Regions from separate parts of the Sus scrofa genome. Here regions 1 and 2 are each linked to region 3. The links are chromatin contacts, called in public HiChIP or PLAC-seq maps. All regions are on one chromosome and are shown on one strand. The core of a region is the stretch at or near the end of the contact, and the rest is flanking DNA. Distances in the headings are between cores, read along the strand shown.

Region 1 (2,700 bases), core at 103-2,602, 910 kb before region 3:
TGATTAAAAGATACTGAGCTTGTCCATGGCTTTGACAGAAAGAACAGAGGTCTCTTTGTAACATTAACCTTTAGGAGTAAAATGCAATCTTCTGTGTTTACCTAAACATTTGCAGTGTCTCACCCACTCTAACCAGCATGGTAATTAAGAAAAGCAGGGATATTTAATACACTTATCCTCAAGGGGAGGACAAAAGATCCTGAAGAACTTTTAGAGGTGTTAAAACTATATGCGCAACAAAATCAAAATGCCTATCAGAATCAAATATGACTTAAGCAACATGGTTCTCCAAACGAACACATTGCTGAGGGGAGGAATCCAATTTCTGTGGGCCCCCAAACTGTACATCACTTCACTGAGAGGCCAAGCTTCTAAACATCACTTAAAGAATCAATAATTCTGGAAAGAGGAGTTCCCTTCATTGCTCAGTGGTTAACAAACCCGACTAGGAATCATGAGGATGCGGGTTCCATCCCTGGCCTTGCTCAGTGGGTTAAGGATCCAACATTTCTGTGAGCTGTGGTATAGTTCCTGTGGGCTTAGATCCCCCACGTTGCTGTGGTTGTGGTGTAGGCTGGCAGCTACAGCTTCAATTCGACCCCTAGGCTGGGAAGTTCAACATGCCGTGGGTGCAGCCTGAAAAAAAGAAAAAAAAAATCTGGAAACAAAGATTCCTTATGGGCTAGCCATAGTTAAGCTCAACCAATGTTCCCACTATATGTGTTAGACGGTCATGAAGCCCAAAATAAGTTAGAGTTCCCCCTCAAAAAATCAATTCTCACTAAATACCCTAACGCTCAACCCAATCCCAGCAAGAAAATAGCTTTAATTGGTAATTTGCTTACAGAACCAAGTGGTGATTTCCTGTTGAGATTAGCAGTAAAATGAATAAAATAATAAGTAAAATAAACAGACTTGAATGTCAGAAGGGGTATAATTATCAAGTTTAATGACTTTACATCCTAGTGCCCTATTCCTCCAGGACCTTTCAAATAAATCTCTCCACAAAAGTAGATTTTAATGTTAAGGAAGGGCGCTGAGACTGAGCTCTGGGAAAGAGCGTTGTCTGAGATAGGAAGCTGTTCATCTGCCTTTCCTTGGGATACGAGTCTGCTCAGAAGGATGGCGGAATAACAAATTTAACCCTGCAGCGTGACGGTTTGGTAAGAGAGAGCAAAGCAGAAGGCCTGAAATGCCGTGCGTTAAGATAAAACCCTAAATGACAAAAGTGAGCAAGAAAAAATAAAACGAGTACTCCAAAGGTAGCGGAGAAATACGGACCCCACAGCAAAAAGAAAATCCGGGAACGAGGAGGAGAAGGACCCGGAAGTCCTCTCCGCCCCGGCCACGCCCACTACTGCAAGGGGCACGCGCACGCCGCTGCCGGTCCCTCCACGCGGGCGCGAGCACGGCGCCGCCCTTGTCGATGTTAACTCGGCCGCACCAGTCGGCCTTGGGGGCGGGGCTGTAGGGGAAAGTGCCAAAGCTGCTGAGGTAAGTGGCCGAGGGCTCAGGGACCCTCGAGAGCCTGGTGGAAAGGGACTTGATCTCTGGGATCCTACCTGCAGGGACTAGTAAAATGGAGAAAGTAGGAGGAGGAATGGGAGCCTGCCGCAGAGGGCGTGCAAGAGGAAATTTCCTTAGGCCGCGCCTGGCTAGTGCGCATGCGGGCCGAGGGCTGGCGCCTGCGCAGTGGAACGGCGCTGTTGGCGTAGCCCTCTGGGGACTCGATGGCGGGTCGGGGTGGGGGTGGGGGTGAGGCTGTGGCTGTGACTTGGAGGTAGCTTGAGAACCGTTGGCGTTCTGATCCCTCCTCTTGGCAGCCCATTTCTTTCCGCCCCACTTGTTTTTAGCTGCACATCTTTTTGAATGGTAATCCAGCTGTTTAAGTGAAACACAGCGGAATGAATGTTTTCTTGATGATGGAGTTTAATAATTGCTTCTAATAATTTGCCATTGTACCAGCGTACTTCCTTCAGTATCTTTATGATAGGACATTTTTAAAAGGAAAAGGTTCTTTCTAAGATAGGTATATATCTGCCAGGAAGGAAAGTAGTTTATGAATACGAGGTCATCCCCATCGTATATGAAGTAAATGTGTTGATTATCTCACCAATGTGAACACAGCCGTGCTGTATCTCCCCAGAGAGCATTGTTCTACTGCAAGGATCGCTACTGCTAATAGTTCCAGCTTTCCTGATAGCGTCAAATCCCAGGTTACCTCATCATCAGTATTTAAACATTTGTCAAAATTTTACAGAGCATCAACTTTGGGCATAGCAGCCAAGTGGGAGAAAGAGTTATGTAAATAGATCTGCAGAATGAGGAAGAAAAACAAAATGATAATGAACCAGTCCTCTTCATACCAATCTTCTCTAGCCCCTGGGTAACCTTTGCTGAGCTGCTCGCCCTGTGTTCTGTCATTTGTTCATTATTCAGGAGAAATTGTGATCCAGGTTCTGTGCTAGGCCTCCAGGGTAAAAAGATAACTCCTCCCCCTTTTCCTAAGAAAGGGGTTCTTCCTAAGATTATGAACCTTAAAAGTGTGAAGTGCATGTTAGTGTGAAGTGCATGTTCCCTCTTTCTGAGCAGGTTCTTTCCCCTCTAGGAGTGTGCTGACTATATGTCAAATGGAGGGAGTAATAACTTTTCCCTTGAGTGTGTTGAAACAATAAGTATGAAAAACCGGGATCTGGATAA
Region 2 (2,700 bases), core at 43-2,542, 510 kb after region 3:
ACAGCTTGATAGTGGTTTGGATGGAAGTCAGGGAAGTCCTGACAAACTGAGACTCAACAGAAGAAAAAGAACCAGCCATGCAGAGATAAATGGAAAGATTCCAGACATCTGTGATAAGTGATTTTAGCATACTAAATTTACACAACCAAATTAAGTATTGCTCTCCAAAGTAGTCATCTTAAGAACTACAAGTTTGTACAAGTTGTGCTTCCATTACATGGTGCTCATGTATAAATATATGCCTTGAGAATCAGCGGTACGTCTTTGTAAATCATTTTGGGAGGTGGGGGGTGGGGGGGGAGTCAGAACCAAGTCTGATTAAAGCTAGGCATCACAAGGAAGGACAAAGTCTATAAATAGGAATGATACTACTAAGTATCTTCAGAGAATTGGGAAGAGGATTAAGTAAAACAATGTATGCAAAAGTCCTTAAACCTTTCCTTACCCAGTGAGATCGATATAAATGAGCAAACGATTTCTGAACAACAGTAGCTGCTGAAGTAAATGAGGGCTAATTTTTCTTTGCGGCTTCTGGGGTGGTTCCAAACGTAGTCAAAACCAACAGTTCTTGAAGGTTTATTAAAATCATTCCTAGAGTTCTGACCCTGGCGCAGCGGCTCCCGCCAGCTGAGGAGGTGCGGGTTTGATACCTGGTCTGGAGCAATGAGTTAAAGGATCCGGTGTTGCCGCAGCTGCAGCTCGGATTCAGTCCCCGGCCTCGGAACTTCCCTATGCTCCGGGTGTGGGCTTTTTTTTTTTTTTTTTTTAATAGTAATAATAATTCCCAATTTAGCATTTTTCAGTCTCCCAGTTTTATTTGCTCCCATCCTCTCTGCCCTTGCTTAGGTCAATCTTTTTTTTTTTTTTTTTTTTTTTTTTTTTTTTTTTGGTGATGCGCCCGCTGCAGGCGGAAATTCCTGGGCCGGGGGAACGAACTCCCACCATAATAGTGGCAAGGTGGATCCTTAACCCACTGAGCCACCAGGCAACTCCAATCACCTTCTAATCCAGCCGGTTACCACTCGAAACTAGAGTCCGTTTATCAGTGTTTCCTGGGTGTTCCCGGTCCAGTACTGCCCCAAGACTTCAGGGCCCACAAGAGTGGCCTAGGTCAGCAGACGAGTCCCAAAGATTCTCCTCCCAACCTGCACATCGGTCTCTATTAAAGCAGGTCAGAACCCAGCAGCGCGGGTGCCCCGCCAAGAAAACAAAGCGGTGCATGCTGGGCGGGAAAGGGAGCCTCCTAGTTTCAGGAAGCTCGTAGGGTCACGCAGGGTCACGCACGGCGCCGCAGAGCCTGCCGGGAGCTCGCTTTGCAATGGCGACTCCCAGCCTGCGGGGTCGACTAGCACGGCTTGGAAACCCACGGAGGCCTATACTGAAGCCCAACAAGCCCCTCATCCTAGCCAATCATGTCGGGGAACGGCGCCGGGAGAAGGGCGGTGAGCAGTCGGAGCCGTGGAGGCCCTAGAACGGAAGCCGGAGGAGTGCAGGGGGCCGCTGGGTGGGAGGGCCGGAAGGTAAGGGTCTCCTTGTGATTGAGGGTCCTTCCCGTTCTCCACCAGAGGCGACCTGTATCACGGAGATGTCAGTAATGATGGCTTGCTGGAAGCAGAATGAATTCCGCGACGAAGCGTGCAGAAAAGAGATTCAGGACTTCTTCGATTGTGCTTCGAGGGCTGAGGTGACAGGAGGCTCCTGGGGTGCCCTCTTGGGAGGAGAATGGGGTATACAGTATGGTTCTTACTGCCTCTTGCTTGGTGATAAGAAAATTCTTCTCCCTCAAAAAGGGCGAGAAAAGTTTTTGGGATCTACTTGACTCATGCCAAAGTGCGAAAGTTTACAATTTTGAAGGCATCGTGATCTTGAGCGATTTGTTTTACTGCTTTTAGCTTTATCAGATGCACAGTGAGGTTAATATTCATATCTGCCTTAAAGAATTTTGTGAGTGTTAAGTGAAGAAATGAATGGGAAAACCACATTGTAAAATTTAAATTGCTGCTCAAATAGACATTATTCTCCCAAGTGAACTAAAGATAGGAAAGGACAGTTTATTTGGTTTCCAGCTTAGATTTAATTGCCAGCTGGATGATGGCTTCAGATCATACAGTCATTCATGGTTCCCAAGTCCTTTTGATGAAAGAGGACTGAGAAGATGACGCAGCTCTCCAGGCTGGTTAATTTCTCAGTGTGATTTGGGGTGTTGTGAGAACTATTAGCTTAGGTCAGGGCCAACTTTAGAGCTGTCATTTTAATTTTTGTTCTGTGTTTTCAGGCTGCCCGAAAGATGAGATCAATCCAGGAGAACCTGGGAGAGTTGGGGAGTTTACCCCCCAAGAAATTGAATAAGTTGTTACATAGGTTTCCTAACAAACCTCATGTCAGCTGAAAATGGAGAAGCATTTTCAATGACTGGACTGTAGCTTCTGAGAACTATGCAGAGGCTTTTTAGAGATATTTGCATTGTCACACGTTCTTTTTGAAGAGTGGAAGGACGCGAAACACTTTTTTTTAACCCTTTGGAATCATTATGTGGATGGAAATTATATTTTATGTTGAAATAAAATCCCCTGAAGAGAGCTTGGCCTTTTGTTGTGGATTAGGTATTCCCACTATAGTTGAGTCCTGTGTTCTCCCCTACACTCTGGAAAGTCTTTGCTCTGTAATTTGCACCAGGGTCAAGACAAAAACCTTTATACC
Region 3 (2,700 bases), core at 119-2,618:
ATTTTTATACTTACAATTATATGAAAGCAACTTTTGATACAATACAGTAAATGGAAATCTAGTACTGCATTCCCAAGTTAATAAGCGTGTAAAAATGAAATAAAAAATGTTTGCCTTTGCACTAATAGTGGTGCATGTAACACACGGTCAGAAACAATGCAATAACATCTCTTGAAATATTGACAAAAATTCCAGTTCTGCCACTGGTCCTAGTTGTGTCATTCTGGGCATTTCATTTTCTCTTTCTGGGGCTTCCCCCTAATTGTAGAATGAGAATGTTATTTTATCATTTCTAAAATCCGTCTCTACTTTCCTCCCTTCATCCTCTTCTCCCTCTCTTTCTCTCTCTTTACTTTCTTTCTTTCTTTCTTTTCGTTCGTTCGTTCTTCCTTTCTTTCCTGCCATGCCTGTAGCATGCATAAGTTCTCAGGCCAGTGACTGAACCCATGACACAGCTGTATTTAACCTCCTGAGCCACCAGGGAACTTCTTCCCTGAATTTTTATTGTTTAAACACTCTTAAGAGTAATCTCCCTTACTCTGCAGAATTTAAATCTTTCCCCTTGTACATCATGGGTGAATTCAAAACTACAAAACATTTATATCCTATCATTTCACCCCAAAATAATCTGCCCATGGCTCTTGATCCTACAACAACCCGTCCCAAACCACCGCCCTCCGCCCCTTTTCAGGTCTCAGAGGGTATAAATAACTGTTTTCTAAGGATTTCCCTTACAGACAAAAGTACTAGCTTACTATTGCTGCCAGGTGAGGCTTGTTAAAGAAAGATATTGCACTGGATGGTCCACTTTAAGGCTGTGATTCGATTTTCAGGCTTATTTGGTTTTCCAAGGAACTAATAAAACTAAGTCGAGAGGAACTTGCATCTTCTATCCAGACACTCACTACAGTCCAGATTGACAGATAATAAATACTCACCCACCCCAGAATGCCAAGCACACCTTATTATGAAGAATTTAGTGTCAGGCTAGAAGGGACTTTGAGATCACTCAGACTGACTCCACACTGTACATATGAGGAAACCGGGAGCACGGCAGGAGAAGCAACCAAGCAGCTGAGGCCGGACTAGGTTCTAGCGCTCTTTACTCAAAACAAGGGTCCCTTCTTCATCCAACAAAATGAAGCCAATTTCGCTTCCAGTTCTAAAGCCTGGGCCTCTTCCTCACGTCCCTGCTGCGGCACCTTTCCTCAGCCTTCTCTCCTACCTCGTGGGCTGCCAGCAGCAGCCAAAGCCCGGCTCTGACTGGATCCACACGCTTGTCTAGGACCTGAAGCCAGCGGAAACTTAAGTCAGAAACCGGCTCAGCTCCGGAACTCCCAGCGTCGCCTTTGCTAGGTGTCGGCGGGAGTATTAGGCGGCTGCACCTGTGCGTTCGTCACTTCCGCCCCCACGGGGAAACAGGGAGGGGAGAGGACTGGAGAGGTGGGGATCCTGGGGTGGTGGCGGTCCGGAGTCTAGGAGACGGGGCGTGACGGGGCCGGAAGGTGGCGGGAGGGGGCCGAGCCGGAGCTGGCGGGAGGGCCAGGCCCGGAGGCCCCCACCCTGGCTTGGCCGCCCCGGCCGCGGCTGAGGAGGAAGAGGAGGATGATCTCCAGATACACACGGAAGGCGGTGCCTCAGAACTTGGAGCTGTGAGTGGACTGCTCAGCCACCCAGCTGGGGCCGGGGGAAGCCGTGGCGGGCCGCAGGCGCTCTGGGGACCCTCCTTGACCAGTCCCTTGCTCCTTTTTCTTTCCCAGGGCGAGGGAAAGAAAAAATTCTTTGAAATTTTCTCCTCCTAGCCTTGCCGGACGTTGCCCCTCCAGACCTCCATCTCCAGCTAAGAGCGTGTTACCAGTGCAATCCCAGGACTTGACCCTCTTGGGCTGCACTCCCGGGGCTCAGGAACTGGGTTTCCTAAGGCATTTGTAGTTTCCGTTGTGTTCCATGCCCCACTTTCCATGGCCACTAACAACTCGTGAAGTTATTAATAACTGAGTCCTACAATAAAGTTGAATACGTCTAAAGCCAAACACCCTGCGAAGCGCTTACATGCATTAGCTTACTTAATCCTATCAATAAGGATACCAGATAGGAACTCTTATTTTGTACTTCCTACAAGATAAAGATCCCAGATCTGAAGGTTGTATCGTGCCAAAGATCACACAGCTAGGTGGTGATGGAGCTGAAGTATAGACCCGTTATCAGTCTGATTCTGAAGTTTGTGGTCATAACCATTACATACTGTCTCCCCACCTCTGCGTTGAAGAGTCAGAATCCTCAGGATCAGGTTTGCTTTTGAGACTTTAGAGAACAGATATTTCCAGCTTGAACAACTTAGTGAAGTGTTGTAATTTAGGAAGTAATGATAATGTCATACATTTATTAATGCTTTACACTTTCAGAAACTTTCACATCTTAATCTTTAAGATGGATATGACCATCTTCAATTTTCAGCAGAGGAAGTATCAGAAAGGTACACATCTTAAGATTATATAACCAATAGGTTTTTGAGCTTGGGCTTTTTAACCCCAAATCCCAGTTGTTGTTTTTCTCCACTAAGGTATGTAATTTTAGCAACCATACATTTATTAATTAAATATTAATTATATATGGTAATAACAGCTATGGTATTTTCAGTCACACCTGGGTTTCTGGTTAGACTCTTTTCTAGCCTTCTGAATTTTAGGCAAATTACTA

The links. HiChIP or PLAC-seq counts read pairs in DNA pulled down with a chosen protein or histone mark.
Region 1: a contact with region 3 is called in an H3K27ac HiChIP or PLAC-seq map of alveolar macrophages. The contact joins the promoter of ANAPC16 here to the promoter of ECD in region 3. A contact is called at or near these places in 1 of 5 promoter capture datasets (liver), 1 of 47 Hi-C or Micro-C datasets (heart right ventricle) and 2 of 2 datasets of contacts at active chromatin or transcription factors (alveolar macrophages and skeletal muscle).
Region 2: a contact with region 3 is called in an H3K27ac HiChIP or PLAC-seq map of alveolar macrophages. The contact joins the promoter of CHCHD1 here to the promoter of ECD in region 3. A contact is called at or near these places in 2 of 5 promoter capture datasets (fetal liver and liver) and 1 of 2 datasets of contacts at active chromatin or transcription factors (alveolar macrophages).

The regions. Positions count from the first base shown.
Region 1 is chr14:75,081,321-75,084,020 of Sscrofa11.1, forward strand. It overlaps ANAPC16 (anaphase promoting complex subunit 16), which reads left to right and starts at 1,353. Exons shown (of 4, transcript NM_001190225.1): 1 at 1,353-1,494. It overlaps ASCC1 (activating signal cointegrator 1 complex subunit 1), which reads right to left and starts at 1,661. Exons shown (of 11, transcript NM_001244083.1): 1 at 1,563-1,661.
Region 2 is chr14:76,506,026-76,508,725 of Sscrofa11.1, forward strand. CHCHD1 (coiled-coil-helix-coiled-coil-helix domain containing 1) reads left to right here and starts at 1,293. Exons shown (of 3, transcript NM_001190155.1): 1 at 1,293-1,442; 2 at 1,566-1,684; 3 at 2,276-2,700. The coding sequence starts at 1,319. The coding sequence ends at 2,389.
Region 3 is chr14:75,991,254-75,993,953 of Sscrofa11.1, forward strand. ECD (protein ecdysoneless homolog) reads right to left here and starts at 1,369. Exons shown (of 13, transcript XM_005671096.3): 1 at 1,226-1,369. It overlaps FAM149B1 (protein FAM149B1), which reads left to right and starts at 1,404. Exons shown (of 13, transcript XM_013983338.2): 1 at 1,404-1,652. The coding sequence starts at 1,606.